3 separate regions of the Danio rerio genome follow, and all the other regions are linked to region 1. Evidence: chromatin contacts called from public HiCAR-type and Micro-C data. All regions are on one chromosome and are shown on one strand. The core of a region is the stretch at or near the end of the contact, and the rest is flanking DNA. Distances in the headings are between cores, read along the strand shown. Region 1 has its middle 21 kb from the start of fam8a1a. Region 2 has its middle 84 kb from the start of atxn1a. Region 3 has its middle 62 kb from the start of atxn1a.

Region 1 (3,228 bases), core at 17-2,516:
GATAGATAGATAGATAGATAGATAGATAGATAGATAGATAGATAGATAGATAGATAGATAGATAGATAGATAGATAGATAGATAGATAGATAGATAGATGACAGAGAGACAAACACAGACAGACGAATGGGCGGACAGACAGATAGACAGACAGACATGGACGGACAGACGGACAGACAGACACGGACGGACGGACAGACAGACAGATGGATAGACAACAGACATACAGATAGATAAGATAGATAGATAGATAGATAGATAGATAGATAGATAGATAGATAGATAGATAGATAGATAGATAGATAGATAGATAGATAGATAGATAGATAGATAGATAGATAGATAGATAGATAGATAGATAGATAGATAGATAGATAGATAGATAGATAGATGACAGAGAGACAAACAAAGACAGACGAATGGGCGGACAGACAGATAAACAGACAGACAAACATGGACGGACAGACGGACAGACAGACACAGACGGACGGACAGACAGACAGATGGATAGACAACAGACATACAGATAGATAGATAGATAGATAGATAGATAGATAGATAGATAGATAGATAGATAGATAGATAGATAGATAGATAGATAGATAGATAGATAGATAGATAGATAGATAGATAGATAGATAGATAGATAGATAGATAGATAGATAGATAGATAGATATTGTACAATATTGTACAAATTGTACAATATAAATTTTCCTCTAAATAAATGGATAGATGGATGGATGGATGGATGGATGGATGGATGGATGGATGGATGGATGGATGGATGGATGGATGGATGGATGGGTACATGGATAGACAGACAGACAGACAGACAGACAGACAGACAGACAGACAGACAGACAGACAGACAGACAGACAGACAGACAGACAGACAGACAGACAGACAGACAGACAGACAGATAGATAGATAGATAGATAGATAGATAGATAGATAGATAGATAGATAGATAGATAGATAGATAGATAGATAGATAGATAGATAGATAGATAGATAGACTGACAGACAGCTGAATCTACAGCTTCAGTTCATAAACCGTAGCCTTGTCATCAAGAGTTTAGGTTTTTCCCCTTCTTTTTTTCTTTATTCCTCCCACGCTCCTTCATTTTCTCTCTCTCCCTCTCTCTCTCTCTCTCTCTCTCTCTCTCTCTCTCTCAAGAACTACACTTTCCAGCTGACAGCACATGTTGAGGCAGCACATTCCACATCATTACTACTTCAGATATTTGTGGCCCAGAGGACCTGTGGTTGGTGGAGGAGCCTCTGACACTGGAGCCGCTCACAGCCAATCAGATTCCTGCTCTGGGAAGCCGTGAGGAAGGTAGTAAATCAATGGCATCTGGTGTCCAGGGCAGAGCTGACACACAGAGACTGCTGCAAACACACAGTCAGATGCCCATTCAGCACTGGAAACTCTTCACATTTACTAAAGACTCTTCTGTCACTTCACACAATGTGGAACATTTTTCCTCTGTTTTGACTATCCCGCTGTTCTTTAGTCTGTTTCATATAATCTCAGACATACTGCGAAAAACATCTGCGATCTGGAATGAAAGAGTGCCAGACAGGCCTCGGGCCCATTTCAGCAGGCAGCTTATGACTGCTGCCACAGGGGCCCGACAGCTGAAGCCCCGTTTCTAGGCATAAACGCACTCATTTATTTAGAAAACTGTAAGGAAGAAGAGCTACGTCAAACCCTCAAACATTACTAAATAGTTTCAACAGAGATCCACTGAGCCTTCATTCTTCCACAGCCAGGCCTAATGCTTCATATCTCCTCTCAAAGACATGTTCCAAGACTCGGGATCAGACACAGCTGAAAACATCTTCTGAGCTGAGGGAAAATTGGATTTGGTTCCTGAAAAAAAAATCTATTATCAGAATTCACCAGTGTTTTTTTATTGCAATATATATGTTGATTTGCATGTCTTCACCCATTAAAACATAGATTAAAACGTGACTTGTTTGTTAGCAAAAAACACTGTAAAAGTATATTACAGTTTTTGTATTTTTCTCGAATTTTTTTTTTTTTAAAAACTGTTTATTAAATAAATGAATATATGCATAGATAGACTGACAGAAAGACAGATAGATAAATAACAGACAGACAGATAAATGACAGACAGAGATAGATAGACAGACAGACAGATAGATAGATAGATAGATAGATAGATAGATAGACAGACAGACAGACAGACAGACAGACAGACAGACAGACAGACAGACAGACAGACAGACAGAAAAATAAATGGATGGATGGATGGATGGATGGATGGATGGATGGATGGATGGATGGACGGATGGATAGAAGATAAACAGAAAGTCAGCTAGAAAGACAGACAAACAGATTAATAGATAAGATAGACATATAGACAGATGGATGGATGGACAGATAGATAGACAGACAGACAGACAGACAGACAGACAAACAGACAGACGATAATAGACAGACAGACAGACAGACGGACGGACTGACGGACGGACGGACGGACAGACGGACGGATGGATGGATGGATGGACGGACGGATGGATTGAAGGTAAACAGAAAGACAGCTAGACAGACAGACAAACAGTTTGATAGATAAGATAGACAGAAAGACGATGATAGACAGACAGACAGACAGACAAACAGACGATGACAGACAGACAGACGATGACAGACAGACAGACAGACAGACAGACAGACAGACAGACGATGACAGACAGACAGACTGACTGACAGATAGATAGATAGATAGATAGACAGACAGACAGACAGACAGACAGACAGAAAAATAAATGGATGGATGGATGGATGGATGGATGGATGGATGGATGGATGGATGGATGGATGGACGGATGGATGGATAGAAGATAAACAGAAAGTCAGCTAGAAAGACAGACAAACAGATTAATAGATAAGATAGACATATAGACAGATGGATGGATGGACAGATAGATAGACAGACAGACAGACAGACAGACAGACAGACAGACAGACAAACAGACAGACGATGATAGACAGACAGACAGACAGACAGACAGACAGACAGACAGACAGACAGACAGACAGACAGAAAGACAGACGGACGGATGGATGGACGGACGGATGGATTGAAGGTAAACAGAAAGACAGCTAGACAGACAGACAAACAGTTTGATAGATAAGATAGACAGAAAGACGATGATAGACAGACAGACAGACAGACAGACAAACAGATGATGACAG
Region 2 (3,548 bases), core at 100-2,599, 160 kb before region 1:
GCTAGAGTTATGTGTGAGTCTGTGCATGCATGAGAGCAAACATGTTTGTGTGTGTGTTATGTGGCAGTCACCATCACAGTAGCCGTCCTGAGTAACATGCTGGCCCTGGCAACATCAATAAAATTAAAACAAATTAAAATAATTAACATTAAAACAAATTTTAATTAAAATCATTAATTAATATTATCAATTATATTAATATTATTATATTCTTTTTGGCTTAGTGCCTTGATTAATCAGGGGTTAAAATAAAAAGTAAATTAAATTATTTTTTATAAAAAATATGATCAAAATAAAATTTTAAAAATAAAATAATTGAAAAAATTAAAAAATACATTTAAATACAAGAAAAAATAAAACAAAACAAAATAAGTAAAAAAATTTAAAGATAAAAAAAAACATTAAATTAAATGAATTCAAAATTAAAATAAAACAAAGCAAAATTTAAAAATAAATAAATAAATAAATAAATTTAAATAAAATAAAGAAAAATTAAATAAAAATAATCAAAAATAATCAAAAATTAATACAAAAAAATGTAAATAAAAAAATTTTTAAAATGTAAATATTTTTTAAATTTAAATAAAATAAAACAAAATGAATAAAAACATTAAAATAAATTAAATAAAAAGTTAAAACAAAAAAAACAATAAAATGAAACTAAATTAAAATAAAAGATAGAAATAAAAATAAAATACTGTGAAGTCGACAAATAAAGTTTATAAAATAAAAATACAAATTACAATATATATTTAAAACAACATAAAAGCACAACAATAAAATAGCTTTATAAACAGATTAAGTGTAAAAATTCATTCAATTTAATATAATATTTGTCATAAATAAAACTGCCCTATTTTCATTTACCCATGTTTAAAAAAAAATGTCAAAAATTACAATTATTTACTGTACATTTACATGATACAACATAAAAAGGTACATATGCATTCTATGCATTTGTACAAAAGGAAATTGAATAAAAATATTGCAAATAATAGTCAAGTTGATCTAAATAAAATGTCTCTTCCTATGTTTAGAAAATGAAATAATAATTAAATACAAAATAATACATTTAAATAAATCTATGATGCCCTTAATAATTAAGCTTTTTAAAACATTACTTAATAAACACAAAATAGCAAATCTTTTACACCACACACATGAAAAAAAAAAGGTCAGACTATATCGTCTATGTCAGTATCTTTGCACCATCTATCATAACCACAATTGCTACAACAGCGTAAAGTAGTGCATATCTGTTTGTGAGTCATTTCTCGTTACTACAGTGTGTGAGTGTGTGGTTGAGCAGGACAGTGTGTACTTCAGCATGAGTGTTTATGATGAGTCACTGCCTGAAACAACTTACACTGGCTATACAACTGCGTAAAGCCGGCATGTGCATATATGTGTGTGTGTGAGAGAGCAATACGTCGCTGAGCAAGAACCTCAATGAGTATCAGTGGCTATGTTTAAGTAAAAGAGGCCAGATCTGTACCCCTTTCTACCCGTATCGGGTAAGAGCTGAGAAAGTTTGTGTGTTGCAGGATGAAGGCGATCAAATACAGACACCTGCGAACACAGAAATAAGAGATACAGTCACAGAAGAATGACACACAAACTCCTCACTTGTGTACACACTTGTTCTCAACCTTTATGAGTCACAATGAACAGATTATAGCAGTGACAACACCTAGAATTCCTGGATTACAGCAGTTATAAAACTAGCAAGAAGCTATTTGTGGCTCCACTGTTGGGTAATATGCTAAAGCAATTGTCGCAAAAAAAATAGCATAGCAACATGCTAAAAAACTCGAGGTAAACTGTAGCAACTGTACTTTAGTGACTGTATCCTAATAACCAGTAAAAACTTTAGCAACTGCATATCATCACAAAAATAATCACAAAATATAGTGAATTACCAATCCATAAATAACAGCTTAGCAAGTGTTGAGGAACCTTTGAAAGTTTAGCTCCAATAATAACAATATGCCAACAAGTAATGAGAACATATAGCTGCTGTAGAGCAACATGCTAACAAAAATCACTAGGAACCCCATAGAAAATGTACAGCAACATAGTAAGAATCATTAAAAACACATTAGCAATGGCATTTCAAAATACTAACAGCAGGTAAAAACATTTTAGCAACTGCATGGTAAAATGTTAGTATCCAATGCAAACATTTTCACAACTGTATAACAATTTGCTAACAACCACTTTTGCTGCTACATGGTCTGATAATATTGACGTGTTAACTCCTTAAAACACATGATCAACCGAATCAACATGCTAACAACCATTGAATAGCAACTGTATAGGTAATAACTGCATGCTAACAACCAGTTTTGCTGGTATTTGGTCCCATTGACTGTAAATACTCTAGCAACTGAGAAGCAATATGCGAACATCAAACGAGAACACCCTAGCACGTTAACAACTACTGAAAACACTGTTAAGGCAAAACAGTGTTAACTACTTAAAACACTTAAGTAACAGAATTAACAGAATTAACATGCTAACAACTACTGAGAACACATGATCCAACTGCATATTAACATGCTAACAACCACTGAGAACACATGATCAACTGGATCAACATGCTAACAATGACTTAGAATACTTTTCCTCGTTTAAGGGCACCTATGGTGAAAAATCTACTTTTCAAGCTGTTTGGACAGATATGTGTGCAAGTATAGTGTATAGACTGTCGTTTTTTTTTCAATTTAACAACAAAAAACGGTGGACCAATTGGAGCGGTTTTCAGACCAACCGCAACTTTACGTAAGAGTGCGGTCCCCCCGCCACCTATATTGATTGACAGCCTTGCGTCACATCATATCCTCAGTTTCTTGTTGCACGTCGCCATTTTCAGCGTGTGAGTCAAAGCGATATCATTAAAGGAACACCCTTGCTCTATTTTTTGATGAAAAGCTCATTGGGCTCAACACAAGATACATTTCTCCACATTATCGCTGAAATTGGATTTATTGCTTGTACCTTTTGCGTGGCGCGGCGCTGTGCATTTCGGAGTTCTAGGCGTGGGTTTCTGTCGGGGTGCACGTGGCGGAGCTTCGGGTCAGCGGCTCGGCGTGGCTTTCTGTCAGGGTGCAAGCGGCGGAGCTTCGGGTCAGCAGCTCGGCGCGGGTTTCTGTCATGGTGCACGCGGCGGAGCTTCTGGTCTGCGGCTCTGCGCGGGTTTCTGTTGGGGTGCACGCGGTGGAGCTTCGGGTCAGCGGCTCGGAGTGGGTTTCTGTCGGGGTGCAAGCGGCGGAGCTTCGGGTTTCTGTTGTGGTGCACGCGGCGGAGCTTCTGGTCTGTGGCTCGGCTTTCTGTCGGGGTGCATGCGGCGGAGCTTCGGGTCAGAGGCTCGGCACGGCGCCGTTGTGTTTGCCCTGGTGGAGGCTTGTGTTTGGAGTTCTGGAATGCGTGGTGCGACGATTCGGGACACTTCATGTTTCAAGACACAAATGATTTTGTACTCTCTGCTTGGTCTGTGTCCGACTCGTACATGTACGGCTGGATGCTCATCCTAGCTTAGCTTAGCTCTC
Region 3 (3,157 bases), core at 648-3,147, 180 kb before region 1:
ATGCAAACTACATATGCATACAAATTCAAATTTGGATTTTACACATTATAAAAAATGTCATATATTCAATGAAATTCAAGTTTATTTGTATAGAGCTTTTTAGAATAATTATTGTTGCAGAGCAGCTTTACAAAAGATGCACATGATTGCATTACAATCAAAATCAGAAGTGTTAAGGCTATTAGTTACCATGACTTTATTAGTCACTAATAACTTTAATTATTTATTAACTAATTAATAATAACTTTTAACAGTAAAGTTATTATATATAAACAGTTAATCTGCGGAAGGGGGAGGAGGGTGGTTGAGAAAGGGGATAGGTAAAATGAGGTGCTGGATCAGATTTCAGAGGTGTGTTCCGGCAAAATTAAGCCCTGGTAGTACCTAAAAATTTTAAGAGGAACACTTTTGTAATTTTAAGTACCCTTGAGGTATTAATATGGACCTTTAAGGTACAAATTTGTACCTTTTGAAAAAGTACCACCCCAGTGACAGCTCGCGTACCTTTATTTCTGAGTGTGGGAAATGTCTCTAGACTGAAGGCATTTCATGGCGATCAGCCTCATAATCTTAAAATGTGAGCAAAATCCCCCGTTTTGTCATCGCTTTAGATATTACCCTAGAGAATCATTCAACTCTTATGTATTTTCTGACATCAGCTGCAGATGTGAATGAATGGCAGAAAAAAGTAGTTCCTCATACAAAAGGATTTTTAGACTTTACATGTTTGATTTTCTTTTTTATTTACACGGTTAGGCCATCGAATTGTTAAACGCAGTACCACACGAGTAGCAGAGCGATATGGATGTATATCATTACTGGTGGGACACTAAGGCACTAGGCTTGCGGTCTCGTGCCAATGCACACCACCACCACTGCTGACATACAGCAATTTATAGATTTGAAATCCAAATATATACTTTTATTTAACATATGCCATATGCATATATTGTCATATATAAGATTTCTATGTGGGTACTCACACTATCAATCCATTTTCTATTTTCTGTTTAAAAAACTATCTGACACAAATACTCATTTCTATATTTGTATATATTCTGTTTTTTTTCTAATCATTGTATGTTACAGTATCTTTTTAGGATTATAGAAGAGCAGCACAATAACTTAAAATCTGATTTGTTCAATATCTTTGTATCTCCTTGATTTAAAAACTTCAATCAAGCATTAGAAACTTTTATGTCAACCAAAATCATAACAAAATTTAATTGGAGGCAAAGAATTATATGAAAATCAGACAAAATGACAAATGTACAAAAAAAAAAGATTAGAAGATTAAAGATTAAAAGAAGAAAGAGCTACTATTTAACATTGCTGAAAGTTTGTGCTTTGTGCATAACTGAGATTGTTGTGGTGAAACTAATCGGTTTTCTAGTACTTACTACAACAATCTAATATGTAGATGATCTAGCAGCAGGTTAATTGTCCAATGCACCAAAACTAAACCCACTGCAGACTGCTTGAATGTCCTACCTCAAAATGTCTATGAGACACAGATGATCTTCATATTGCTGCTACAACCACAACGTGAATGATCAATCTAACCCAGAGTCAAGAGGAGATCTGCTTTACTACGGTGAGAAAATGATTAGACCAGGAGCATTTACCAATAGGTAACCAAGCATGATACTAATTCCTCTGAATCTGTTTTGTATTTCCAGAAATCTGAAGTTAGAACAAAATCCTGTGGATGAGCGTTTCTATCAGGTGAACTGTGTGCAGCTGTTTAACGATAAAAAAACACCATTACTGCCACTTTAATGTCTTTTTCCACTTTTATGTGTCACGTGGTTGCGGCTCCAGCCACAAGTCATAAACGGCAGTGGAGTATTTCTTGCAAGCTCAGTCTTTTTATGAGACATGCTTCACACACCATTTAGACATTTCTCTGAACATCACTTCCCTCTAAATCAGCTCCTGGAGGCCTAGCTCAGGCTGTTGTGTTGTGTAAACAAGACTGCCAGGATCCCTCAGGTCAGTGTTTAAGGTGACACGCATGTGTAGTAAATGCTTTTAAGAATAGGAATTTTCTAGCAGTGAACACAAACTTTGATCAATTTGATTTGATGAACTGTAACAAACTTTTAAGGAATTGTGGTCACAGTTTACATTAAGTGGACTTATTTACTACGTACTTGTGTACAAAATACAGATGTTCATAATTGGATCTTTATTTGTATTCATATATGCAATATTTTCCCCCTCTTTCTTTCTTTAATGATGTATATATGCATGTACAGTAGGTATATATCAGGCCTGTAGCCAGTCTGGTGAAAGGGGTGGTTCTTTTTTCTTAAAAAGTGGACCTTTTTGCAGTTATAGCCTCATTTTATGTTTAATTATGGTTGTATATTTAATCCACTTAATTTTGTAAAAAATACTAAGTTAACTTAATTGAATTGTGTTGAATGGTGTTAAGACAAAATGAATGAATTATGTGGAACCCAGCATTTTTTACAGCATAATTTAAAAATACCATAGACTTACATTGACCTGTGGGATAAGTTAGGTCTTTAGATTTGGACTGTAAGCAACGACTCAAAACACTATAGCAATCTACTTAGCAACAATCTAGCACTGATATCAACACACTCAAGTTTTTTCTTGCTTGTTTGAACTTCTATAATGAGCTAAAACAGGAGAATTCTTAGCAGGGTTCAATCCACTTAAATTTATTAAGTAAACAATCAATTTGTGTTGGGAAAACATACATTCATTCATTCATTTTCTTGTCTACTTAGTCCCTTTATTAATCCGGGATCGCCACAGCGGAATTCACCGCCAACTTATCCAACTTGTTTTTACGCAGCAGATGCCCTTCCAGCCACAATCCATCTCTGGAAAACATCCACACACATTCATACACTACGGACAATTCAGCCTACAGAATTCACCTGCACCACATATCTTTGGACTGTGGGGGAAACCGGAGCAACCATATGAAACCCACGCGAATGCAGGGAGAACATGCAAACTCTACACAGAAACGCCAACTGAGCCGAGGTTCGAACCAGCAACCCAGCGACCTTCTCGCTGTGAGGTGACAGCACTACCTACTGTGCCACTACGTCACCTAGAAAACATACATAAATTGTGTAAAACCCTGCATTTTTTTTGCAGAGTATCAACTGCATTAACA

What was found. A called contact is a pair of places that touch in the nucleus more often than the background predicts. HiCAR-type assays count read pairs that join an accessible place to other places.
Region 2: a Micro-C map of caudal fin shows a contact between it and region 1, with 4 times the contacts expected there. The contact joins two enhancer-like sites. A contact is called at or near these places in 2 of 18 Hi-C or Micro-C datasets (caudal fin and skeletal muscle) and 1 of 4 datasets of contacts at active chromatin or transcription factors (caudal fin).
Region 3: a contact with region 1 is called in a HiCAR-type map of caudal fin, with 4 times the contacts expected there. The contact joins two enhancer-like sites. A contact is called at or near these places in 1 of 18 Hi-C or Micro-C datasets (caudal fin) and 1 of 4 datasets of contacts at active chromatin or transcription factors (caudal fin).

The regions. Positions count from the first base shown.
Region 1 is chr19:34,674,834-34,678,061 of GRCz12tu, reverse strand. It overlaps a transcript of hpca not described here. Among named protein-coding and RNA genes, the nearest start is that of fam8a1a, 21 kb to the right of the region's middle. Within about 2 kb of position 1,266, at least 26 of the 62 cell types and tissues checked have an H3K27ac peak or open chromatin away from gene starts, as enhancers often do. A contact at or near this core is called in caudal fin and skeletal muscle, where this site is marked.
Region 2 is chr19:34,832,987-34,836,534 of GRCz12tu, reverse strand. It overlaps a transcript of hpca not described here and a transcript of atxn1a not described here. Among named protein-coding and RNA genes, the nearest start is that of atxn1a, 84 kb to the left of the region's middle. Within about 2 kb of position 1,349, at least 19 of the 62 cell types and tissues checked have an H3K27ac peak or open chromatin away from gene starts, as enhancers often do. A contact at or near this core is called in caudal fin and skeletal muscle, where this site is marked.
Region 3 is chr19:34,855,686-34,858,842 of GRCz12tu, reverse strand. It overlaps a transcript of hpca not described here and a transcript of atxn1a not described here. Among named protein-coding and RNA genes, the nearest start is that of atxn1a, 62 kb to the left of the region's middle. Within about 2 kb of position 1,897, at least 2 of the 62 cell types and tissues checked have an H3K27ac peak or open chromatin away from gene starts, as enhancers often do. A contact at or near this core is called in caudal fin, where this site is marked.